3 separate regions of the Mus musculus genome follow, and regions 2 and 3 are each linked to region 1. The links are chromatin contacts, called in public HiChIP or PLAC-seq maps. All regions are on one chromosome and are shown on one strand. Each heading gives the region's core, a stretch centred on a gene start, on an enhancer-like site or on the middle of the called end of the contact. The rest is flanking DNA. Distances are from core to core; before and after follow the strand shown. Region 1 holds the start of Glrx5 (glutaredoxin 5). Region 2 holds the start of Bdkrb2 (bradykinin receptor, beta 2). Region 3 has its middle 17 kb from the start of Bdkrb2.

Region 1 (4,770 bases), core at 954-3,453:
AAGGTAAACCCTTACTCCCTTAAGCTGCTATTTTTTTTTTTTTTTTTTGGGCCAGGAGTTTTGTTACCACTAATAGTTAGCAACATGCTGTTTGCCACCACTGCTCTGCTTCCAGGTCCCCAGAGCAGTCTGCAAAGTCTTTCCCTTCACCCAGTGAGCACCAAAGCCAATTGGACGGCTGAGAGTAGACGAGACACACAGCTTCCCAGAAGCAAACTGCCAGCATTTATTTATTGGTTTATTTATTTATAACTACTCACAGCAGTGTAAACATGAATAAAAGCTTCCGGGCGCTGGGGCGATTTAACTGACACTCTGCCGTTAAGGACACAAAAGGTTGGCTTTCGGAGCAGCTGTTTTACCTCTGCATTTCTTGTAAACATCTTTGTATGGTACCTGGAATCAGAGGATCTGCAAAATAACAAGATTTTAGTTTGGGGCTTGCCATCAGAAAAAAATAAAAAAACCAGGAATCAATACAATGACAAGGAACCCGCCAGGCGGTTGGTTCCCATCTGTCTTCAGAGCGAGTGGCTCCGGTTTCCCTCTGAGCCACAGCTTAGCACATCCCATGGCTCACTCTGTGTGAACTCTGATTTTTTACATTCACTCCCCGGGTGCAAACAGACCACCTCCGGCAACACGCTTAGTCGCTCGAGGTTTTGTGGCAGTACTTAGTGTCCAACAGAAACCGCTCCGTCTGCTAAACAATATCTTGACTGCCAAGCTTCTCTGACTGTTGGTGGATCGACAATGACACGGCACAGCCATTATCACCGTGGCAACAGTACCCAGGCCCTATCAGAGGAAAATTGCACATGGGCCTGCTGCCTCTCGAGCAGGCATGCCTCAGCTTCCTCTGTTGTCTGCTTTCTCTGCAAGTCTGGTGTGCTCTAGGGTACCGCTAACCCAGCGCAGGGCCAAGACTGCAGATTAGATAGTGGGCTGCGGAGGCCTGCTGGCCAGGATCTGGATCTGCGTACTACCGGCGGGAGAACTGACCACACCCGGGGCTCTGTTCTAGGGGGAAGTCCATGTAAAAAAACGACGCGCCTGCCCACTCTTCTGCACCATCCCCAGCAGATGTGCAAGCAAGCACTCTACCCTGGGGCCATCATCATCTACACCGGAATTCACTAAGAGAATACTCTCTTTTATTACTGTCTGTGTGCATGTGACGGGGTGGAACTCTGGACGTCGCTTACACTAGGAAAACGACTTCCTACTGAGCTACATCCTCACCCTCCGTTTTCCCTCTTAAAAAGGGTCCTGCTGTACGGCCCGGGCTGACTCGGGCTTATTTAGAACTCCTGAGTTCAACTGATCCTCCTGCCTCAGCCTCTTAAGAGGCAAGGCAACGTTGCAGACAATGGCCACAGGGCCCGGCAACCCACCAATTCCCTTGTTCTTTCAATCCTTCCCGACCCCAGTAGTCACCGAGACCCCAAAGCCAGCCGTCCCACGGCTAGAGCACTTTACACGTTTCTACGAGAAGAGCATCATTCTAGAGGCCAGGGAGAGGGCTCAGCGTGCCAAGGGACTTACCCTGCAAGCTAGAGTTCCATCCCCGGACCCTTTATAAAAGTCGTCTTCTGAAGATGCATGCACGCAGATCATACATACACAATACTTATAGTTTTATGCTAAAAAAAAAAAAAACCTCATTCTGGAGGAAGAATCCCACGGGAGGCCGCAGGACACGGCTTGGATGTCCATGTGCATGGCGGGTCGGAGGCTGGAGCCCCGGGCAGACCAGGACACGCCAGGTTCGCGGCTGGCCTCAGCCGGTGAGGCATGGAAGGCCACCTCCTCTCTGGTGCACGCCATCGCAGGACTACCGGCCGCGTTACCGTAGCAATCACCGCAAAAGGAACCGGAAGCTGCGTCTGGACGTGACTCCTTCCCGGCGTGCCGCGGGCGGCAGAAGCCCCGCCTCGCGCCTGCCCTATCATCTTGGCGTATCCGGCCAGGCCTCGAACGCCCGCACGAGGAAAGCCGGCTTCCTCTAGTCACGCCTCTTCATGCCCTTCACCGACGGACGTCCGATTTGTCCAATCAACACGCAAAGCGGTCGTCCTCGCTCACTAGCAAGCCTGTAGGACGCGGCTCCCAGGGAAGGCCCACCCTACGGTGTAAGCGATGTGATTGGTGGAATTGAGCCAGTATTGTCCAATCACGAGACTCATCCCAGAGCTTGTCCAATGAGAGCCTCTGGTGGGCCGGCCGGACACCACGGGCTCTGTAAGCCCTGGAGTGGCCGCAGAGGCGGTGGACAGCGAGCGGGCATGAGCGCGTCCCTGAGCCGGGCGGCGGCGGCTCTGCTGCGCTGGGGGCGAAGCGCTGGTGGCGGTGGCCTGCCCGGAGCCGGCGTGCGGGCGGCGAGCTCGGGCGGCCAGGCGGAGCAGCTGGACGCGCTGGTGAAGAAGGACAAGGTGGTGGTGTTCCTCAAGGGGACGCCCGAGCAGCCCCAGTGCGGCTTCAGCAACGCCGTGGTGCAGATTCTGCGGCTGCACGGTGTTCGCGACTATGCGGCCTACAACGTGCTGGACGACCCGGAGCTGAGGCAAGGTCAGGCCCGTGGGATCCGATTGCGAGGGCGCGGTGAACTTGAGCAGATCCCGAGGAGCAAGGGCCTTCCCTGGTTGTGTAGCCACATGGGCGGAGGGTTCGCCTCGGCCCACCTCGGGGCGAGATGTTTCTGACTGCATAGGAGAGGGGGTAGTCGGCATCATGATCCCCTCTGAGCAGGTCGACTGGGGAGTGGCTGGCTGAGAGGGGGACTCACTGCGAATACCCTTGGGGACAATTTGAGGGCTTGGAAGCCAGCAGCGTACTTGCTAGGTGAGGGACTGATGCTACTACGTATGTAGGGAAGAGGTTTCAGGCTTGCCTGTGTGTGCCTAACGAGGTCAGAGGCTGACTAATAATGTTTAAGGCCCCGAGGGTCAGGGACTGTCTTCTTGCTGGAGAGAAGGTTTCACCATAGTCTAGCCGGACTCACGTTGGGAAAGACACGAAGTTTGTTTTTTAGATACTGTAGCATCAAAGAACAGTGTGTGGAGACTAAGACATGGTAGAGGCTCAGCGGAAAGAGGAAGCCACTAAGAAAACTTCTGACCCCCGACCAGATTAGCAAACTGCGGCCAGGTTGGGCCCAAAGGGCAGAGAGCAGAACAGCTTTTTACTGGCCCCAAGGCAAAGCGACTGCGTCCTGACGTCTAGTTGGAATCCTTTATACACAGTACCAGGCAGGCGCCTTTCTCTCCGTCTTGTGCTTGCTGTGAGCGAGGAAGAGAAAGGCCAGGGATTTGGTTCTGATTCTTGGCAAGAATCGGTCAAGGTGGGCCGGGTAATGGGAAAGCTGCCCCCTCCCCGCACCCTGCTCCTCCTTCAGTGGAATCCGGGGAACCCTGTATTCAAGTAGCCCCCCCCCCCCCATCTTACTGATTTAGTGCTCTGGGTTGGTCACTGTGCTGAGAGGAGACTTGTCTGTGTTAGAATGGAGTATGCAACATTTGCAATTACTGATTATAGTTGTTCGTCGTATGGTCATTCTTCTTGATGAGGCTGGGGCCGTGGAGAGCAGGTTTGGCTTGGAATCATCTGTGGTGGGTCTGCAGCACAGCCTACTGTAATACTACTTCATTATACTGCCTTCTCAGTATAATGAAGATTATGACACCGAACCTGGCAGAGTCCACGAGGAAACGAGAGAAAATAAGAATTACAGCCGGGTATAGTAACTCACTTCCATAACCCAGCTCTCTTCAGGCGGAGGCAGGGGGACCACCAGTTCAAAGTCAGGCTGCACTGCATTGTGGGAACCCCCCACCCCCTTCTCTACTGTATATAATAATGTCATCCTCTCTGGCACAGAAGGCACCCACCACGTGGCAGCAACTTTATTATTGAATCTGATGGCTTCCAAAGCACTTTTCCTCCATGTTGTTAAGTGGCTAACCCCACACTTGTTCCCTGTGATAGTGTTGATGGGCGGTAAAGCAGAGAAAGGGAGGCGAGGTAATGAGTGCTAACAGGAATGATGGCAAGCCAGGCATTGTGCTCTGAACCCTGCGTTTTCCTCCTCAGCTAACATTTGGCTGCTTGTGAGGCTCTGGGGTTATCTGGCTCAGGGCATGCAGTAGCTTTGGGTCAGAGGTGGCTCCCTGCAGGGGAAGATAAGGGGCTACTCTTCGGCCTCTGAGCTGGGACCTACCTGCGGTAGCGTGTTGCCCTGCTAGCGGGGCTCTTAGCAGACAGCTGCGTTGAGGATATCTCGTTTAACATGGGGCCTGAGGATCTTTGGCTTAGACTTTCCGCTCCCCTGTGAGTGTAACTGGAGGTTCGATAGAGTGGGTACAACCAGCATGAGTAAGAATAGCAAGACCTGTTCTGTCATCCATCTCTCATCATTAGGTGCTCAAATGACAGAAGAAAACTCTTGATTTTGTTGTTGTCCTTTGCTAGCCAGGTTAAGCCTTTCAAGAGGACTTTGTCTACACCTGTTTGCCAAAGGGCAGGCAGGCAGGCAGCTCATGCTCACTTTGGCAGGCAAGGAGGGGCCCTCTTACCTGTCCCACTGCAGTGTGGCTGCTGTGACAGCGGTCCGTCCTTGTCCTTTTCCCTCATGCCAGAGTTTTCAAAGGGCTCTGGTTCTCACCCAGGATCCAGGACGAGCGATGCTGAGAAGCCTTCCGGTCCTCACTTTTATCACCTGGAGGTACACACAGGCCACAGCCACCGGGCTCTTGAGGAACCCAGGGCACAGTG
Region 2 (4,770 bases), core at 817-3,316, 530 kb after region 1:
AATATAGTGGAGGGCTGAAGGCTGGAGCCCTGCCCAGACTGAGCTTCCCTCTGCAGCCCCCGCACAAGCACACACAGTGCAGAGGACGTCAGAGGCAGCCACCTCAGAGAGCTTTCAGAAAGAGCTGAGCCAGATTTGCTCAGAGCAAAAGCAAGGCGAGAAAAGCAGACAAAGCCAGAGAGGACCAGTTACCAGCTCGTAAGGAGGAGCGCTTTGAAATGACTGCACAGCCTGCTCTGCCCTCAGGGACTGGCCGGACGTACGCCCATCCCTCCTTTTCTGCTGCCTATGAATGCCTGAGATGAACAGGTGGCTAGATGAACCAGTGGGTGTAAGAGAGAAAGGAGAGGGTGACAGTGGAGAAAGGAGAGAGGAGAGAGAAGTGGGGAGGAAGGAGGGAGAGGAGGAGGAAGAGAGGAAGGAGGCAGGGAGTGGCATAAAGACATAGGTGGCTAGCTGGAGGAACAGTTCATTATTAGTGTCAATAAACAGGGGTGTGGGTGTCTATAAGTTTTCTAGATTCGTCTGACAGCTGGACACAACAACATAACTCCAGGTGACTTACAAGAGAAGACTTCTTCCAGTGCCACACTAGCGTTCACGACAGCAAGTCAGACCAGTAGGGGCAGCTTCTGTCGGGGTGACAGATGGGGCTAGCTAACCTGGGAATTATCAACTCTGATGTTCTCGTGGTATAGGACTCTTCCGAGCTGCTGAGGATCTGGCTTCGAGGTGAAAAGGTCAAGTGCTTCCCATCAGAAAACCCAGCAAGAAAAGAGTTTGGAACGTGAACGGAGTCTGTCACTCCAGACCAACCAGCACTCTACAGAATGAGGGCAAGATAGTGGGGCTTTGGGGGAGGGGGGGCATTGTTCTTGGTTTTGAGTCTGCTTCCCAATATGGAGAGCTAAGCAGACCTCTGACTCTAGACCCTGCAGCCTTGGTTTCTGTGAATCACCACTCAGCTTCTGTCTGCTCTGCAAAGCTCATGAAGGACCCTTCCCTTGTGACCCTTCAGGGCTGTGGTGGTTTCCCCTGCACGAGTGGGTAGGCACACAGCATCATCTTAGCCAGATCACAGGCTCACTCACCCAAGTGGACCAGAGGTCCCATGCCTCGGAAGCTCCCTGTGGTCAGACAGGCCAGAGGTGCAGATGGGGCAATGGGACACTCAGGTCACAAGAGCTTTGACTCATTTCAGTCAGTCTGAAGCCAAGACAGGGTTGGATTCACGACCTCTGCCGCTGCCCCATCCCTATTTGGTCAGGGACAGGGGGACAGCTGCTGGAGCTCTGTCTGTGTGCATTCCTGGAACCCTAGGCTCTCTCTGGACTGGTCTCTGATCTTCCCTGCATCCTCCTCTCATCTGGAGAGGAAAGCGCAATGGGTCTTTAGCAGATCTTCAAAGAAAATGAAAAAAGACAGAGCTTAGAAGGAGAGGAAGAAACTGCTTCTAAATTCCCCAGAGGAAGTCCCGTATCTGGCAGGGGCCAGCACACAGCTCACTCAAGGACTTGGCCAGCAGTGTGTCCCTTGTCTGAGTTGTATCCTAGTTTCTGCCTCAGCACCCCTGGGAGTTGTGCACGGCCAAAGCAAAATAAAAAACACGTTCAGAAACCCTCCATCCCAACTGGCTGCCTTCTATTTACATCCTCTGTAAATGCCCACTGTTTGCACCTAAAACTCAGGAGCAAAACAATCACTTCAGGAGACCCTGTCACGGTAAACAGTGTTGTGTTAAACACAGGCATTCACGTGGTCTCCGTGGCTGTTCGAGCTGCAGGGGAAACATTTACCAGCCTAGGCTCCGGGACCCGACCATGGTCTGCACCCACGGGGGACAACCTGTGGCCATCCTGATTTGGCCTCCGCAGCTAGGAGGTCCAAAAGCACCACCGCTAAGAACTGCTGCTGATCCCGGAGGGAGCCTGGAGCTGATCTGGACTAGAGGTGGAGGGGGGAGGTGCCCAGGAGAGTGATGACATCACCGGCCAGCCCTTGAAAGATGAGCTGTTCCCCGTGCCACTCCAGCTTCGCTCCTCAGGGGAGTGGATAGTAGGGCTGTTGGGAAGGCGTGTCAGGCAGCCGCTGAACCTGGACCGAGGGACTCCCTACAACACAGAACCGGCTCGCTTGAGAAAAGGTGAGTTTCCGGCATGGGCTCGTTAATGGAGAGCGCAACTATCCCAGCTGAAATTGAGTCTCGGGGAACTGGAGGAAGATTCCTTCCTCCCCTAGGTCTGAGAAATGAAGCGAGGAAGGATTACAGATGCTTACAGGCAGGGGGTTTGCCTTGCCTGTTCCAGCTCATCTTTTCCCTGTGAGCGACCAGTGGTTTGAGTTTTATAGGTTTCATGTAGACACCATGGGCTAAAGGAGTGAGCGCCAGGCAGCAGGACAGGTGTCCAGAGTCCGGCTTTTTATTCACTGAGCCACTGATGGTATTTTGTGACCCCCGGAGAGTCGCTGTCACGTCTCTAGGCCTTGTTTTCTCTGTCTGCAAAGTGTTTGGCGGAGATTAATACAGAAAGGAGACTTTGTCTGTTGCGCCTCATCTGGGCCAGTGGTGGCAGCTTTAATCCACAAATACTTAGTGTCCCCTGCCCTGTTCTTCCATCAAGGTAGTGCTTATGGGTGAGCTTGGTGTGTTGTCTTGGGTTCAAATCGCAGCTCCGCTTTTACCCCATGGGTAACATAGTTGGCGAAGATTTTATATCTCGGGACCAGGGCCACAAAGAAGACTCGGCGGCTCCTTTTAATGCAGACAGAAATGCGATCTCCCCACGGCGGCGCGGCGCGCCACGTGTGCAATTTGCGTTACCCAGGTTGCTGGTTGGTAGCTCCGTGGCCTCTGTGTTGGGTGCAGCAGTGATGCTCGCGGGTTAGGCAGGTTAGAATGCGCCTTCCTGAGTCACAGGCTGCCTGTGGCTCTCTCCAGCCCTCCACAGGAAGCAGGAGCTCTGCCGAGTGTGGGTGTGGTGCCATGCCAGACACAACTCCTGGCCCTTCTGTGTCAGAGAAGGGCTTGTAGAGAATCTGGTCCCCCGCTGTGCCCTAACAGCAGTGTGGGTGTTGGGAACACCCCCACAGTTGTGAGACTCGGGAGCGGAGTTTGCTGTTTTCCTCCGCTTGGATCGGGGCAGGGGCAGGCAGGAAAGGGGGGCTGGAGAAAATATTAAAAGTGGAAAAACTCCTGTGCTTGCCTGGCAGTGGACCCTAGGAGTCCATGACAGCTCTATCCTGAACTTGCGCACTGCCGCTTGATGTGTTAGGGGGGAAAGAAAAATCCCCTGTAATCACACCCTGCAAGGCCCCCAGCACAGATGGGGAAACTGAGTCTGGAGAAGGTCACAACTTCACCAAGTCCTTCTTACATTGCCAAGGGACTCCCATAACTTCATGGGAGGCGGGCTGTGTCACCTTTAAAAAAATGAAAAGATGGATTGACTGAGCCTGTGTAAGGATGCTGCTCCAAGCAAACGGGATCAAACCCAGAATAACTGGACCGTCTGACTTCTGCTAACACAGTGACTGGCTGGACAAGAATTTCAGGGTGTCTTAGAGTGACATTAGGGCTACCCTTCTCTGCTGCTCAGGTGTGGCCTGTAAGGGACCACATGGGTCGAGGGAGAGTCATATAGATTGCCAAGGGGGCTCGGCTTCCAGAATGAAGGTGGGACCCGCACCTCTATATCTCAATCATGGGATGGACAGTTGACTGCTTTAGAACTGGGCCCCATAGCCGCTATTTGCTGAATACATGAATAAAGGTTTGCTGAATGGACAGCTGCAGTGCTCACACTGAGAGCACTGAGAACACACGGCCTGATGTCAAGTTAAAGCAGCTGGTTTGGGAAGCTGACATTGTGAGCACCCCGTGACATGCTGGAGAAAGCGCATAAAGTCTATGATGATACACATAGGGTCAGGAGGGATGGGGTGGGTTAGATGAGAACCCTTTGAACTTTCCCCTTTCGTTTTCTGTGAACCTAGAGCTGTTCTCAGGGAAAGCTCGTGGATCAGGTGGGTCTGTGTTTTGCTTTAAGAAGTCAAAGGCCGTGGGTCAAGGCATAAGAACCCACTGACACCAGAGACTCTAGTGATCACTTGCAGCACGTGGTCCTTGGCCCAGGAATCCCCAACCATAAACAATTGCCTTGGTGTGCATGCTGGGGCCAGTGTGCATCTCAGGATCAGGAAGATGGTTGTTGCCCATGGTCTGGTCCATCACAGGAGGGCTCTAAGCCAGCGATCCTCTCCTCATGTGGTGGTAACCAGCTTCCCCAGAGCCACAGCATATGTACTGTTGTTATGAGCTGTATGAGTCAGCTCTCCTTGGCCGGAATGTCCTCGGCCCTTCACCTGCCCTCTGAGAAAGGGGTCACATGGTAAGCTTTCCTGATTTTCTGGGGAGCCTACACCCAAGACACACACCCAGAGCTGCATTCCACAGCAAACTGAACAATCCATCTCTCGATGATTCTGTCACCAAGGTGGGGTCTCTGAGACTCTGGAGGCCAAAAAAAAAAAAAAAAGTGGAACCCTAGAGACCCCACCACTTTGTCAGAGGTCACAGTGAGAGGGACAAGCGGGACATTGGGTCCAGACCTCAAGGGTGCCACGTACGGATCGAGAGACTCTGAGTCTCTGCTCACTTGCCTGTGATACGGACAAGTGTCCCCACTTCAGAGGAGCCCTGCACAGCTCCTTAGAGTACAGACTAGAGGGAACACCACTGAGAAGGAGATCCCCCCTCCTCTCTTCCTCTCC
Region 3 (4,770 bases), core at 1,166-3,665, 510 kb after region 1:
GAGCTTCTGTCATTATGGAAATGGGACAGGGCCCACGCAGTGATGGAGTAATGTGCTTAGTTAGTTACCAGCACCGGTAGCTTTCCTGTGTCACTGGGAATCTGGACTCCTCACTCAATCTTCCCTGCACCCATCCCTGCATCCACAAAATGGAGGATCCCTGGGTACCCTAGTACCCCAGGTGCCCTATATCCCTAGTACCCTAGCATTCTAGGTATCCTAGTAACCTGGGTGCCCTTGCATTCTGGGTACCCTAGCATCCTGGTTACCCTAGCATCCTGGGTACCCTAGCATCCTGGGTACCCTAGCATCCTGGGTACCCTAGCATCCCTGGTGCCCTAGCATCCTGGGTATCCTAGCATCCCTGGTACCCTAGGATCCCGGGTGCCCTAACATCCTGGGTTTCCTAGCATTCCTGGTACCCTAGCATCCCGGGTACCCTAGCATCCTGGGTACCCTAGCATCTTGAGTACCCTAGCATCCTGGGTGCCCTAGTATCCTGGGTACCATAGTATCCCGGGTGCCCTAGCATCTTGAGTTCCCTAGCATCCTGGGTGCCCTAGTATCCTGGGTACCCTAGCATCCCTAGTACCCTAGCATCCCAGGTACCCTAGCATCCTGGGTACCCTAGTATCTTGAATACCCTAGCATCCCTGGTACCCTAGCATCCTGGGTGCCCTAGCATCCTGGGTACCCTAGTATCTTGAGTACCCTAGCATCCCTGGTACCCTAGCATCTTGAGTACCCTAGCATCCTGGGTGCCCTAGTATCCTGGGTATCCTAGCATCTTGAGTACCCTAGCATCTTGAGTACCCTAGCATCCTCACTCTGCTCCTATTTCTTCAGCAAGTGCTTCCGTTAGAGGCAGTCAGAGTAGGATGTCCTTCTCCATCTCTCATCCTCACTCCAGACACCCGACCCCTCCTGGGGGCCACTCCTTTCTCCACTTCTCCACATGGCCCTGTACCAACACATTCTTCCCACCATAGCCATGAGGTCCCAGAAACGCAGTTCTGATCATGTGACACATTCCACTGATAACATTCTGATGTTAAGTGTCCTGGTCAACTTGACTAGGCGTTGGCGCCCAGCTATGTGGTCTGCTATTACCCGAGATGTGTCTGTGAGGTTAGCCTGAATGTGAGTAGCTTTGGAATCAGCAGGCTCTGAATAGAGCACATTGCCCTCTGTAATGTGGGTGGAACTTGTCCCATCAGCTGACGGCCCCAATAGAACAAAACACCAGGGTCCCTGGGCAAGACAGAATGCTGTCGCAGGAAGCTTTTGAACCAGGTCTTCAGCCTGGTGACCCATCTACAGATTTCAGACTTGTTGGCCTTTACAGTCATGAGCCAATTCCTTTCAATAAGCCTCCATATGTATATGTATGTATATGTATGTATATGTATGTGTATATGTATGTGTATGTGTATGTGTATGTGTATGTGTATGTGTATGTATATGTATATGTACATACACATGCACACACACATACAATTGGTTCTGTTTCTATAGAGAGCCCTGACTCTCTCTCTCTCCCTCTCTCTCTCTCTCTCTCTCTTTCACACACACACACACACATGCATGCATGTGTGCACACAGACAACCCTGTACACACACACACACACACACCACCCTCTGGGTCTGTCAGAGCTCTCAGACCCCTAGGACAAAGTCCAAGTCCCTTTCCATCGCTTTTTGACACTTTTCCCTCACTTGAGCACCCAGATTTGGTTGTAACACCCCTTGGACCCCACACATCTCGCTTTAAACTTCTGGCTCTCATAGACAAGCTGCTATTTTCATCCACCCATGAGCTGCTCAGGAGTCGGGTCACAGGGGCCTTGCACAGCTGCTTCATCTGGAAATCTATCCCCACTGCTCCTCAAATAAACCTGGCTCTAACGACAGCAACTGAGTGTCACTTCCTTTCACGATCTCACGCCACACTTATCCCAGAAGTGGCTCAACAGTCTTTTGTAATCACGCACATTTGAAGCCTGTCCCTCCCAAAACTGTACATCTCCTGTAAAAGAGCCAGGAAAGCCAGCTTCACTGGAGCCCCTGCCTGTGCCTGGGGCACACAGCAGGTTGAGCTCCATCTTAAAAGACTGAGCAGATGGTGTCTTTTGTCATTCCCGTGGGTGCCTCTAATTGAGTCCAGAGGGAGCGCTCTGCCTTCTTGGACCACACACTTTGATTGCATGGCTAACACTGAGATCAATTCCTCCACATTGCTCAACTTGAGTGATGACTTACAGAAAGCACGCTGTCGACACCGGCAACCCCACCCGTGACCTTTCACCCTCATAGGCGCTGCCGCCCCTCCCAGATTTCGCTTTCTCCCACCCACCTCATTCCCAACGCTTCCGGGTCTCATCCCAGCCTCCCTGTTTGCTTTCTATTGGCAGAGGTGAGTAAACTCACTGATAATAATTGCCTGTGTAACCTCTGTGGCCCGGGGTTGCTACCCTGGGAAGTTGGTGACTGGGCAAAGGATGTCAGGAATCCTGTGGCTGTGTGATGTCCACACTCACTTTCTTCTTCTGCATCTTGGCCTTGAAAAACCAACGAGGATCTAGGAAGAAAAGAAGAGAAAGGCAAAGAAACACAGAGAGTAGGAGGGAAGGGAGAAAAGAGAGAGAGAGAGAGAGAGAATCAAAGTCTTTGCATTCATCTGCTTCCTGGGGTCTGAGTTCTGTTTCATCACCGGGATGAAATTCATCTGGTCTGATGATACCAGTGTTTTTCCAGCTCCTAGCCACGTGGGAATCGTCATGCCTGAGTCAGAGACAGACTGAGTCCCCTCACCCTGGCCTCTCTTCCAACGGAGAAACCATGCTCAGGACATGGACCTGCTAAGGTCTAGTGACCCCTGTCCTCCTCCCCAAGAGTTGCCCCCTCGGCAAAGGCCTTCTGTCTCTCTGGGACCATGAGTAGGAGTGCCCTGATCCATTCGGTTTCTAAGATCACGTTTGCCAGAGGTCAAAACGGGCATCTTGAGCCTTCCAAGGGAAGTTCGACCCACAGGTTAGCAGATCGGTCACTGATGCTCCACACAGGTGAGGGGAACCACCCATCCGTTTTGGAAAGTGGGCTGGAAAATTCGGACTTGAGTCTCAGAAGAGCCAACAGCCGCAGCAGAAGCCAACACTGAAAAGCTCCCGAGGAGAAGAAAGCCACAGAGGCCACCAGGAAATAAATGCATGGGGTGGTGACAAGAACCTGAAAGGGACTTGGCCCAGGTATTTGGCCTCACCTGCTTGAAGCAGCCAACACCGACATGACCGGGCTCTGTTCTGCTCAGGCTCTGAGCTGTGCTGTGGTGTCCCTCACTTCCTGTCTGAGCATCCCAGCAGCTGCAGCTCATGATCCCTAGGGGCACTCACAGGGTGCAGCAAAGAATCACTGGGGACAGAGGCTCTATGGAAATCCTAGTGCAGAAACCATCCTCCTGTAAGTCCCTTGGCCCACATTTCTCAGATGGTTTAACTCCCTCCCTGCTAGGTCCTGTTGCTAGGCAGCTCCTAGCATCCCTGGCCATCTCAGATTCAGAAGATGTTTTTACACAGCTTTCTCCTTCCTGGCGTCTCTCCGTGCCCCTCCATTTCCCACAGGGTCACCCCTAAGTTGATGTCCTGCACACAAACCCTCCCTCTCTGTCTGCTTTGGAAGGAGCGCAGCCTAGTGCATGCTCTCTCATGCTGGTGATTCAGTCAGTGTCCCTCCTGCAAAAGTGCGTCCAGCTGCAGTTGGTGGCCATGTGTTGCCACTGGCTACCTCAGAGGGGTGGCCTGAGTACCTCTCACAGGAGACAGGCAGACACAGAAGAATGTGTTTGTGAGTTTCTGTCTCAGAATCATGTGTTCTGGGATCTGACCCACTTTGTGATGGTTGACCTGGATGGTCGCCTTGATTAGAGATGTTCAGGGTGTTGTCAACTCACACCTTGAGGTGGATCTGAGCACAGATGGTGTTTCCAGAGACAATGAGCTCATTAGGGCTCCGAGTTACTCAATGATCCAACCCATCAATGGGTACAAAAATCTGTTGTTCTGTCACAAGGGGACTGGAACTATGGGAGACAGGGACTGTTGGAGGAAGTGTCACTGGGAGTGTGTCCTAGAAGGCTATACCATGCCTTGGCCCACTTTGTTTCCTGTCTAGGACGATGAGCTAATCTGCTTGGCCCTGCCCTTCCCAGCATGATGAAACCATGAACTAAAATAAGTCCATTCCTCCCCTCAGCTGTTTTACTGGGGTATTGTAGGAGCAAAATACCCCATGGGGCTGGATACGTGGCAAAATGGTCAAGAATACTTGCTGTTCTCCCAGAGGGCCCAGGGTTAGGGAACATCTAACCCATACCTCTGCCACCCTAACTCAGACAACTGAGCTGCTCCTGGCTCTTGGCCATCTATGTACATACTGATGACAACCTCATTCCAAGAACTCCGTGTAGCCCAGAAGGTCTGGATACCATCCAAGAAGCTGCCCCTAACCCCAAGCTGCAGACTCAGCAACCTCAGTCTCACTTTCTGTCCCCATGTACTGTCCCTGTAGGACCCAAGGAGGATGGCCTCTACTGCTTCGCACATTTGTGACTTGAGGTGACTTTCTGCCCCCCCCCCCTGAACCTCAGTTTCTCCACAATATAAAGTGGAGAATATAAATATATAGCGTCTATTTTACAGAGATGTTCTGAGGGCTCAATGACAGTTATAGGAAGCTTTATGCTAAATTCTACATAATAGGTTCTGCTGAACGGCA

What was found. HiChIP or PLAC-seq counts read pairs in DNA pulled down with a chosen protein or histone mark.
Region 2: a contact with region 1 is called in an H3K27ac HiChIP or PLAC-seq map of trophoblast stem cells, with 3 times the contacts expected there. The contact joins the promoter of Bdkrb2 here to the promoter of Glrx5 in region 1. A contact is called at or near these places in 4 of 39 promoter capture datasets (the 3T3-L1 cell line, embryonic stem cells, hippocampal neurons and 1 more), 1 of 484 Hi-C or Micro-C datasets (adipose-derived mesenchymal stem cells), 9 of 115 datasets of contacts at active chromatin or transcription factors (embryonic hindbrain, embryonic stem cells, extraembryonic endoderm stem cells and 3 more) and 1 of 9 other capture datasets (embryonic stem cells).
Region 3: a contact with region 1 is called in an H3K4me3 HiChIP or PLAC-seq map of embryonic stem cells, with 21 read pairs. The contact joins the enhancer-like site here to the promoter of Glrx5 in region 1. A contact is called at or near these places in 2 of 39 promoter capture datasets (hippocampal neurons and neural stem cells), 1 of 484 Hi-C or Micro-C datasets (adipose-derived mesenchymal stem cells), 4 of 115 datasets of contacts at active chromatin or transcription factors (embryonic hindbrain, embryonic stem cells and stem cell-derived neural progenitor cells) and 1 of 9 other capture datasets (embryonic stem cells).

What each region holds. Positions count from the first base shown.
Region 1 is chr12:105,030,415-105,035,184 of GRCm38.p6, forward strand. It overlaps Glrx5 (glutaredoxin 5), which reads left to right and starts at 2,204. Exons shown (of 2, transcript NM_028419.3): 1 at 2,204-2,568. The coding sequence starts at 2,286. It overlaps Snhg10 (small nucleolar RNA host gene 10), which reads right to left and starts at 1,865. Exons shown (of 2, transcript NR_003145.3): 1 at 1,546-1,865; 2 at 203-411. It overlaps Gm46374 (a long non-coding RNA gene), which reads right to left. Exons shown (of 3, transcript XR_003950254.1): 1 at 4,572-4,770; 2 at 3,445-3,687; 3 at 2,564-3,278. It overlaps Mir3069 (microRNA 3069), which reads right to left and starts at 727; the gene lies at 663-727. It also overlaps Scarna13.
Region 2 is chr12:105,561,106-105,565,875 of GRCm38.p6, forward strand. Bdkrb2 (bradykinin receptor, beta 2) reads left to right here and starts at 2,067. Exons shown (of 3, transcript NM_009747.2): 1 at 2,067-2,143.
Region 3 is chr12:105,543,981-105,548,750 of GRCm38.p6, forward strand. No RefSeq gene overlaps it. Among named protein-coding and RNA genes, the nearest start is that of Bdkrb2, 17 kb to the right of the region's middle. Within about 2 kb of position 2,416, at least 42 of the 459 cell types and tissues checked have an H3K27ac peak or open chromatin away from gene starts, as enhancers often do. A contact at or near this core is called in embryonic stem cells, where this site is marked.